Regions from separate parts of the Rattus norvegicus genome. Here regions 1 and 2 are each linked to region 3. Evidence: chromatin contacts called from public Hi-C data. All regions are on one chromosome and are shown on one strand. Each heading gives the region's core, a stretch centred on a gene start, on an enhancer-like site or on the middle of the called end of the contact. The rest is flanking DNA. Distances are from core to core; before and after follow the strand shown. Region 1 has its middle 180 kb from the start of Foxo1. Region 2 has its middle 130 kb from the start of Foxo1. Region 3 holds the start of Foxo1 (forkhead box O1).

Region 1 (2,833 bases), core at 269-2,768, 180 kb after region 3:
AGCCAGTCTCAGGTTGAAGTCTCTTCATACCAAATGACATCCTTTGCAAGCCCTTCCTAGTGACGGTTCCCCTGAGAGTACAGGTATGGGAGGTGTGCGAGAATCCTAGAATTAGCCAGGCATGATAGCACACACCTTTAATCCCAGTAGTCTGAGGCAGAGAGGTATGGAGATCTCTAAGTTCACGGCCAGCTTGGTTTATAGAGCAAGTTCCAGGAAGGTCAGGGCTACTCAGAAAAACCCTGCCTAACACACCTTCCACCTCACCCTGCAAAAAACTCTCAAAAGAATCCTGGAGTTGGATGGTCTTTATCAATCAGCCATAAATACCCCCTGCTCATCCTGCCTTGTGGCCTCCCTGGACTGAGTACCAAGAAGCTGGCAGAGGGACCAAATGCTCATTCTGACCCATAGCACTAGGCCTCTTGCTGGGTCTAATATTTCAACTGGGAAGCTAGCAGCCCACATTTTGAACATTCTTTTTCTCACTTTCATGAAACTGGCTTTGAATTACCCACGTGCCGATTGGGGTCAAACTTTATGGTGGTTTGTCAGAAGTAACAAATACGACGGGTTATGTTCAAGCCAATCAATTCTGTGATGGAAACTATGATTCATGAGAGGCCATGAGAGACGGAAAAATGGTCACTCAGCTAAGGCTCTTAATACAAGATCAGTAGGGTGTCTGAGGAGCTGTAGAGTATTCAAAAAATATCTATGGCAGAGTTGAATATTTTCAACCATAATTTTCTGGAACTGTAAGAAAGGACTTGGCCAAGAATACATAGAATATGCCCTGGGATGATTTTGTTTTTAAAGTTTATTTACTAAACCTTGTATGCATATATAAAACTAAGTATAAAGTGACTGCTGGTGGGTCTAGCATGTGGGGCTTGTGTCAAGCCTCGGACTCCTCACTAGGGTATTTACTGATGATCCAGAAAACGACTGTAGATGCAGGAAATGAGTCTGCAGCTCGGTGTGCACATTGTAGGTAAGAGGATAGAGAAGGCGTCTGTCCGAGGTCATCTGTGTCTAATATCAGCCTCTTTGCAGGAGAGCAATTTATCTGTGGTGTCTCAGAGTTCACTCTTTAAGGTCAGAGTCTCCCCTGCCCTGACTAATCTTCACTGTCCTCCTCTGCAGCTCTGTTGGTTGTTTCTGTTTCTACTTCTGCTGGTGACACAAAGCCACAGGTAAAAAGGTCCAACTGAGAGCAACTTGCCCTGGGTAGGATGTTTGTGTGGTGAGCTGTTCGGTTGACAGGAGAGGGTTTCTAACCTTGGTTTGTGTTGCAGGGAAAGGTGTGCCCCGGGCTAGGGAATCCATGAAGCCATGTGTCATTTTCTGCTCTTCCTACTGACCCCACCTTTACCCTTTCCTCTGACTCATCCTTGACGACAGCAGCTGGGGTCATGGACTGCCTCATTTCTAACAAAATGTCTCTGATCCAGGGCTTTGCTGAGGGTGATGTTCTCACCACAGTGTAAGACAGTCCACTGGCAAGTCCCCAGGGCAGATCCGTGCTGAGCCGAGCTGAGCGACGAGACACCTGGCAGGTCTCGTTGACACGCCTTGCCTTGCCCCGTTCAGGACATCTCAGACTGACCATTTGCTCAGGGGTGATGACAACTGAGATAAAACTCTTGTCTGTAATTCCTTGGCCGGACTAAAGTCTAGACGCACTGCCTGAAGCCGGTGCACTAGAAATCCGTGGGTGGCCAGCGGCGAGCAAGAGCTGAGGCATCACTGGTCACATTCGGTCCTAGAGATGTGCCTGGGGCCATGCTTTTGTAGGGCTTTCTTTGAGATTGATTTGGGGGCCCTGCCAAAATATATATTTGTAAACTCGACTTATTAGCATCAGTGATTTTACTTAAATATTCTTCATGCTGCATGATGGTTTTCTTTATAGGAGGACTTCAAACAAAGGCAAAACCCGAAAGACTCCTGCGTGTTTGCATATTTGTAACAGTCTGACAAAAACACCTCGCTGACACTATTCCCCATTACCCACAATTCAACTGAATTTCAACTATAGTGTGCTATAGTTTATTATTTCCAAAAGTATTTGCATGTGTGTATGACCATATCTCGCCCCACCCCACCAGTGGAAATACGCACCAGGAAAGAAAACCAATGCTAAACTTGAACTAGCATCTGCTTTGTGCCAAAGCCATTCTCTGTAACGGAGTACACACGCTGATGTACCTTTAAGTAGCCCAGACCCTCCTTGAAATGGTCACCTCACCAGGCCCAGGGCCCAGGAAACTGAAAAGGGAAGCCCCAGTTCCCACTCAAGCTGCTTGCCAACCCTTTGCTAAGCCTTGGCATGCTTCCCCCTCTGCCTTGCCCTGTGTGGCCTCTGGGACCTGTGAGTTCTGGCATGCCCCAGGGACTAGGAAGGATGAATGGCCAGTGGCTAGCATCAGCTGCAACTTCAATCAACTTAATACTGAGGAAAATGCCTTTCCTGTTCCTCACACGATTTCCCATGTGTTCAGGTGCTTTCCAACGATGCTGCTATTCCTAAAATAAAGTTTTGTTGTTGTTTGTGAGATAGGATCCTGTTATGAAACCCAGGCTAGTCTGACCTCGAATTTATGACCCTCCTCTTTAGTGTTAGGATTAGAAACTTGTTCAGTCATGCTTGGTGCTATGACACCCTTTGTTTACAGTCTTCTATATTATATTGTACAGAGGCACATTAGCAGAACCTTTGTGAGCTCTTTTCTCTGGCTAGCATGCCTTTACCTCACAGTCTCCCTTTCACCCAGATCCTGTCATTCCTGTCTTGGACAGTCAGCAGCACGAGACTCTGGTTTGCGGCCTG
Region 2 (2,700 bases), core at 6-2,505, 130 kb after region 3:
GTGAAGCCTTGTAGCTTCAGTGTCCTCTGAGAGATAGCCTGCAGTCCTTGATTTACCACACCCCCACCCCTTCAGAGGGTGTTGAGGGTTTCCTTAGAAACTGCCACTTCAAAGCCACAGAGGGGAAAAAAAAATCTAGCTAAATCAGGCAACGTTGCTACCTTCTGAGGATGCTTTCCTGTCCTCCTGCGCCCGTGCATGGCCTCCAGTCAGATTTTGATACTTAACTATTGAACAAACCAGCATTCGCACACATAGTCACTGAGGAGAAGTGAGGGTGCTCAGAGAAGGTCCACAGAGAGCTGACCTCTGCCCCCAGGCCCTCTTTGGAGGTAGGACAGCCATCCTTACCGGGATAGTTCCTTCTCATAACTGCCCCAAGGGTATGTGGTAATTCCTCCGCCCGGAGGGTGTGTCTTTCTGCAACCGCCAGAAACACTTTGGATTCTCACTCTGGCCTCTAGAGTGACCTGGTGCTTACTTTCATATATATATATTTTTTAACAATGATGGGACTGGAACCCAGGGCTTACTGTTCTGCCACCCACTTACCTCAGCAGGCTACAGGCTTTCTTTTTTACTTTTAAATTTTCCAGGTGCCCTGGGTTGCTCTTCCTAGCGGGAGTCCTGCCCTAAATCCGAGGCATTTGCATTTTCTCAAGGACCCTTTGTGGCAGGTAGGTCCTTGCCTCTTGCAAATGACCTTGAATAACACTGCCCTCTGCACTCTTTCTGGCAACCGCAGGAAGAACGTCTTGCCTGCTGTGAGTCTGGGGCCTTTTAGAGCAAGGCAGGAAAAACAAACAGCCTGTCCTTATTCACCCATTACTGGTGACCAGTGGATTAGGCATTTAGGACTTGGATTTGCAGTTTGTGAATTGATTAAACAAGGAGACTCTACGGAGCAGCTCCCATGGGTCCTAGTCTTTCATGCCTCTTTTACAGAGGAAGAATCTGAATTATGACAAAGTTTGGCGCACTCAATTCCCAACCAGACTCCCCCTTCGGGCTCTTTATTCGCGCTGAATCACGGGCCTGACTGTCGCCCAGAGCAGAGAGGGCGTCTCCTGTGGCTGGCGGATTTTTACTGCTTCCTTTTCATACTTATTCACCTCTGTCTGATCTCAGTCCTTGCCTGGCCACTCCTGCATGCCCCACAAACACGGAAAACCGCTGCCCTTTTCTCAGCCATTAGCTAGCAGGAGAGAGGCGTGCTTCCCCACTGAGGGCTGCCGCCGTCATGGCGTGGGGGTGGGGGCGCTAAGAGGTAGCCTCCATTCACCAGGCCTGAGCCCACAGGCTCCCTCACCAGGCCTACATCTTCTGGGTCTGGTGAAAAGAGAAGGGGGTTGGGGGCACCCTCCTGGGAGGCCGATCCCGAGGCTTTCTCTGCCTTAGCGCCGTTGTCTAGGCTTGCCAAGTCCCACGAGTTGGCAAACTGGAGAAGTGCTTTCAAAGCCGGCCTTCGCCCTCCTTGGCAGATGCCTCAAAGCCGTCTTGCTTTGCTTTGCCTGTGCCTGGGAGTCTGTACAGGGCATTTGTTCACACGCCTCAGTGGGGGCATCCCTGGAAGCGGCTCACAGAGGCACAGTGGGAGCTCGGCTGGATGACCCTTGAGGCAGGACCACTTGGGTGGGCGTCAGGAACAGGGGCCAGGTGGCTTGAACACCAGAATGGGGAAGGGATGTGTTAGAAGCTTTCCCAGCTCCTCAGGAAAAGTGTTTAAGGACTGGGACGCATTGCCCAACAGTTACTTTTATAAGCTGTAGGCAGGGCACTGAAACTTTTTCTATTTCTGTTTTGTTTTAGTTATCCTGTTAAAATCATAATAAATACATCGGGACATAGAAATGAGTACTCCGGATCAGACAGAAGTGAAGATGGCCTTGGAATTTACTGGCCTCAAAACGTTTTTCTAAAGTTTCATTTCTGAATCTTCAGAGACAGTCATTCTCAAAGCTTTAAAATGAGGTCCTTTGAAAAAAGCCAGGCACCTTTAATCCCAGCACTCCCAGAGGCAGAGGCAGGGGTCTCTGTGAGTTCGGAGGCCGGCCCAGGTTACAGTGAGTTCCAGAAAACAGAGTTACATAGTGAGAATCCTGTCTTCATAGACAAACAGACAGACAGACAGACAGACAGACAGACAGACAGGCAGGCAAATAGATGGGCTTATGTGAACATGATTGGTACCAATCCAGACATCACAAGTAATGGCCCGACTAGGGCTGCCAATCAAGATATAATTATTTATTTTATGTCTATGTGTACACTGTAGCTGTCTTCAGACACACCAGAAGGGGGCGTCCGATTCCATTTCAGATGGTTGTGAGCTACCATGTGGTTGCTGAGAAATGAACTCAGGACCTCTGGAAGAACAGTCAGTGCTCTTAACCGCTGAGTCATTTCTCCAGCCCCTAGGGTTGCCAATAAAAATGCCAAATACCATTTCTGCTTCTAGAAACACAGCATTTGGGCTGGTATAGCATTACAACGACAGTCAGCCTTATAGGAGTGCAGTGACAGCCAGCCCCATGTTAACAGTGACAGAGAGCCAGCCCATTCCTTGCCTCTGGCAAAAAAAAAAAAATGTTTTATTAGTTCCAGTGAACTTCTGTTGAGATAAGTTAACAACAACAAAATTTAAGATTTTACCGATGGTCTTTTCTGTGCATTCTATTGTTACAGGAAGACCACTCAGTC
Region 3 (2,700 bases), core at 108-2,607:
GCAAAAAGGATCATTGTCTTTCTACCTCTGGCTCTGCTGAACCTATATTAGATACCCGGGTTTGGGAACTTAAAGAACTGGAGAGACGAGCTGTGCCCCAACAATTGTGGCTTATCTCCTTTTGCGACTTCAACACCTCATCGCTTCCATTCTCAATAAAAAAGAAGTAAGCAACCAGTTAAATTTAATTAGGGGCAATAAAGTGACAAGATTGTCTCTAAACACTCTCCTCTGACCCTTTAGCCACCACTCTGGTCCTCAGGAAAAAGTGAGATTCTCGTAACAGGAAAGAGGTTCCATAGAAGACTTCAGATCTGAGGCGCTACTGGATCTAGGTGCTTGTGCAACAGTCTTCTCCCCGCGCCGCACCTCTTTTGGGTTCAGGATGACTGGAGGCTGGGGGCTGGGGCTGGGGCTGGAGAACCGCGGAGGCTCGGCTTGCAGGTGTGCACAGGTAGGGTGGGAAGGGGAATCCGGAGCCGCAGAGCGACGGATCTTCACCGTAGGATCTTCGTGCCTGGGGCGGCCCGGGCAGATGCCAGCTTAAGAAAACATTTCTCCAAAACAAACCCCACCGACTTCCCGAGAGCTCCGCGAAGACGCGTGGGCGGAGCGGGCTGAGTGGAATCCACGAGGCGCCCCACCGCCCACGTCGCGTCCGGGAGCGCGCAGCGGCTCCGCGCCATCCCGGGAGTCGGGGTCTGGGCACTGCCTGGAGTACTCGATTGCACTCCGTAGTAAACAAAAGTATGGTCGCCGCCTCCACGCCGGTTTGCCTCCTAGCAATCCGAACACTGAGGCGCCAGAGACTCAGAAACACTTGAGAATTACAGAAAATAATAACGGAGATTAGAAAAAAAAAGTGTGTGAGAAAGAAAAACACCCCGCTGCCCCCCACCAACCTACTGCCGCCTCCCGAGGGAAAGGAGCTCCCTCCCAGGCCCGCGTTCATTGGTTGTCTAGGCAGAGACTTGGCGCGTCCATTGGTCGCGCAGCCTGTCAGTCAAGGGCGGGGCGGCGCGCGCGCCGCCGCGGGCGGGGAGCCGCTGCAGATCCCGTAAGACGGGAGGCTGCGGAGTCGCTGCAGTCCCCGCCGCCGCCACATTCAACAGGCAGTAGCGCCGCTGTCGCGCGGCCGCGGGGGAGAGAGAGCGGCCCGCGGCGTCCGCCGGTCTGCCCTTGCGTCCGCGGCCCTGTCATCAGGAGCGTGGTGCCCGAGCTGCCGGGCTCCGCGGCCTGGTCCTTGCCCCGTCCGAGGCACGAACTCGGAGGATCCCCGACACCGGTGACCCAGCGAAGTTAAGTTCTGGGCGCGTCCGTCCGCTGCGCCGCTCCTCGCTCCGGCGTGCGTCCGCCGTCCGCGGCCCCCAATCTCGGAGCGACACTCCGAGCGCCGGCTCCGCGCCCCCGGTGGCCGCGTCTCCTGGTACTCTCTGCTGGTGGGGGAGGGGCGGGGGGCACCATGGCCGAAGCGCCTCAGGTGGTGGAGACCGACCCGGACTTCGAGCCGCTGCCTCGGCAGCGCTCCTGCACCTGGCCGCTGCCCAGGCCGGAGTTTAACCAGTCCAACTCGACCACCTCCAGCCCGGCGCCGTCGGGCAGCACGGCCGCCAACCCCGACGCCACGGCGAGCCTGGCCTCGGCGTCCGCTGTCAGCACCGACTTTATGAGCAACCTGAGCCTGCTAGAAGAGAGCGAGGACTTCGCGCGGGCACCGGGTTGCGTGGCCGTGGCGGCCGCAGCTGCCGCCAGTAGGGGCCTGTGCGGGGACTTCCAGGGCCCGGAGGCGGGCTGCGTGCACTCGGCGCCGCCGCAGCCCCCACCGACCGGGCCGCTGTCGCAGCCCCCACCGGTGCCTCCAGCCGCCGCGGGGCCACTCGCTGGGCAGCCGCGCAAGACCAGTTCGTCGCGCCGCAACGCGTGGGGCAACCTGTCGTACGCCGACCTCATCACCAAGGCCATCGAGAGCTCGGCGGAGAAGAGGCTCACCCTGTCGCAGATCTACGAGTGGATGGTGAAGAGTGTGCCCTACTTCAAGGATAAGGGCGACAGCAACAGCTCGGCGGGCTGGAAGGTGAACGGCCTCGGGGCGGCCCGGGGGGGTGGATTTGTTGGGGCCCGCCGAGGGTCGGCCGTGTGGGTGTTCCGGGCCCGGAAATGATGGGCGCACGGAGAGAGCGGGCGAGAAATGGCAGGTGTGGCGGGGGCTTCCCCGAGACCTGGAGCCAAATTTGGACGAAGTGCAGGCGAGGGAGTTCTAGAGGGACCCCGGGAGGGCTTGTTTGAGAACTTAAGTGAAATGCCAGAGCAGGCTTGGAAGTTGGCTAGTTGTTGGAGTAGAGGGGCTGGCTTCGAAGGGTTCGCCACTTGACACTCCGGACCTGCGAGGGGTCGGGGCGACTCCTCCGCCCACATGCGCACCCACTCTCCCGACCCTTGGCCGACGAGGTTCCCTCGGACCCGACAGCAGAGGTGACGGGAGCACTGGAAACATTCCCCACGCACACGCGGGGCTCCCGCAGCTGATGGGTTAGCTAAACGCGCAGCGTGCTGAGCGCTGTGCGGGCCAGCAGTTGCCGAAGGTTCCCCGAGGCCGGGGCAAATTTGGTTTTTTTATCCAAAGTGGCCTGAATCGAGCGTTCCCACTTGCTGGGTACGGTTTCTGACGCGCGCGCAAGTGGGTGGCTAAGGTTTTTAGGC

The links. Hi-C and Micro-C count contacts between places; a contact is called where the count stands out from the background.
Region 1: a contact with region 3 is called in a Hi-C map of mammary epithelial cells, with 2.9 times the contacts expected there. The contact joins the enhancer-like site here to the promoter of Foxo1 in region 3. A contact is called at or near these places in 2 of 12 Hi-C or Micro-C datasets (mammary epithelial cells and psoas muscle).
Region 2: a contact with region 3 is called in a Hi-C map of prefrontal cortex, with 4 times the contacts expected there. The contact joins the enhancer-like site here to the promoter of Foxo1 in region 3. A contact is called at or near these places in 9 of 12 Hi-C or Micro-C datasets (Schwann cells, frontal cortex, hepatocytes and 5 more).

The regions. Positions count from the first base shown.
Region 1 is chr2:138,639,488-138,642,320 of GRCr8, forward strand. No RefSeq gene overlaps it. Among named protein-coding and RNA genes, the nearest start is that of Foxo1, 180 kb to the left of the region's middle. Within about 2 kb of position 1,519, at least 6 of the 93 cell types and tissues checked have an H3K27ac peak or open chromatin away from gene starts, as enhancers often do.
Region 2 is chr2:138,593,911-138,596,610 of GRCr8, forward strand. No RefSeq gene overlaps it. Among named protein-coding and RNA genes, the nearest start is that of Foxo1, 130 kb to the left of the region's middle. Within about 2 kb of position 1,256, at least 60 of the 93 cell types and tissues checked have an H3K27ac peak or open chromatin away from gene starts, as enhancers often do. A contact at or near this core is called in Schwann cells, kidney, liver and 1 more, where this site is marked.
Region 3 is chr2:138,461,617-138,464,316 of GRCr8, forward strand. It overlaps Foxo1 (forkhead box O1), which reads left to right and starts at 1,358. Exons shown (of 3, transcript NM_001191846.3): 1 at 1,358-2,074. The coding sequence starts at 1,463.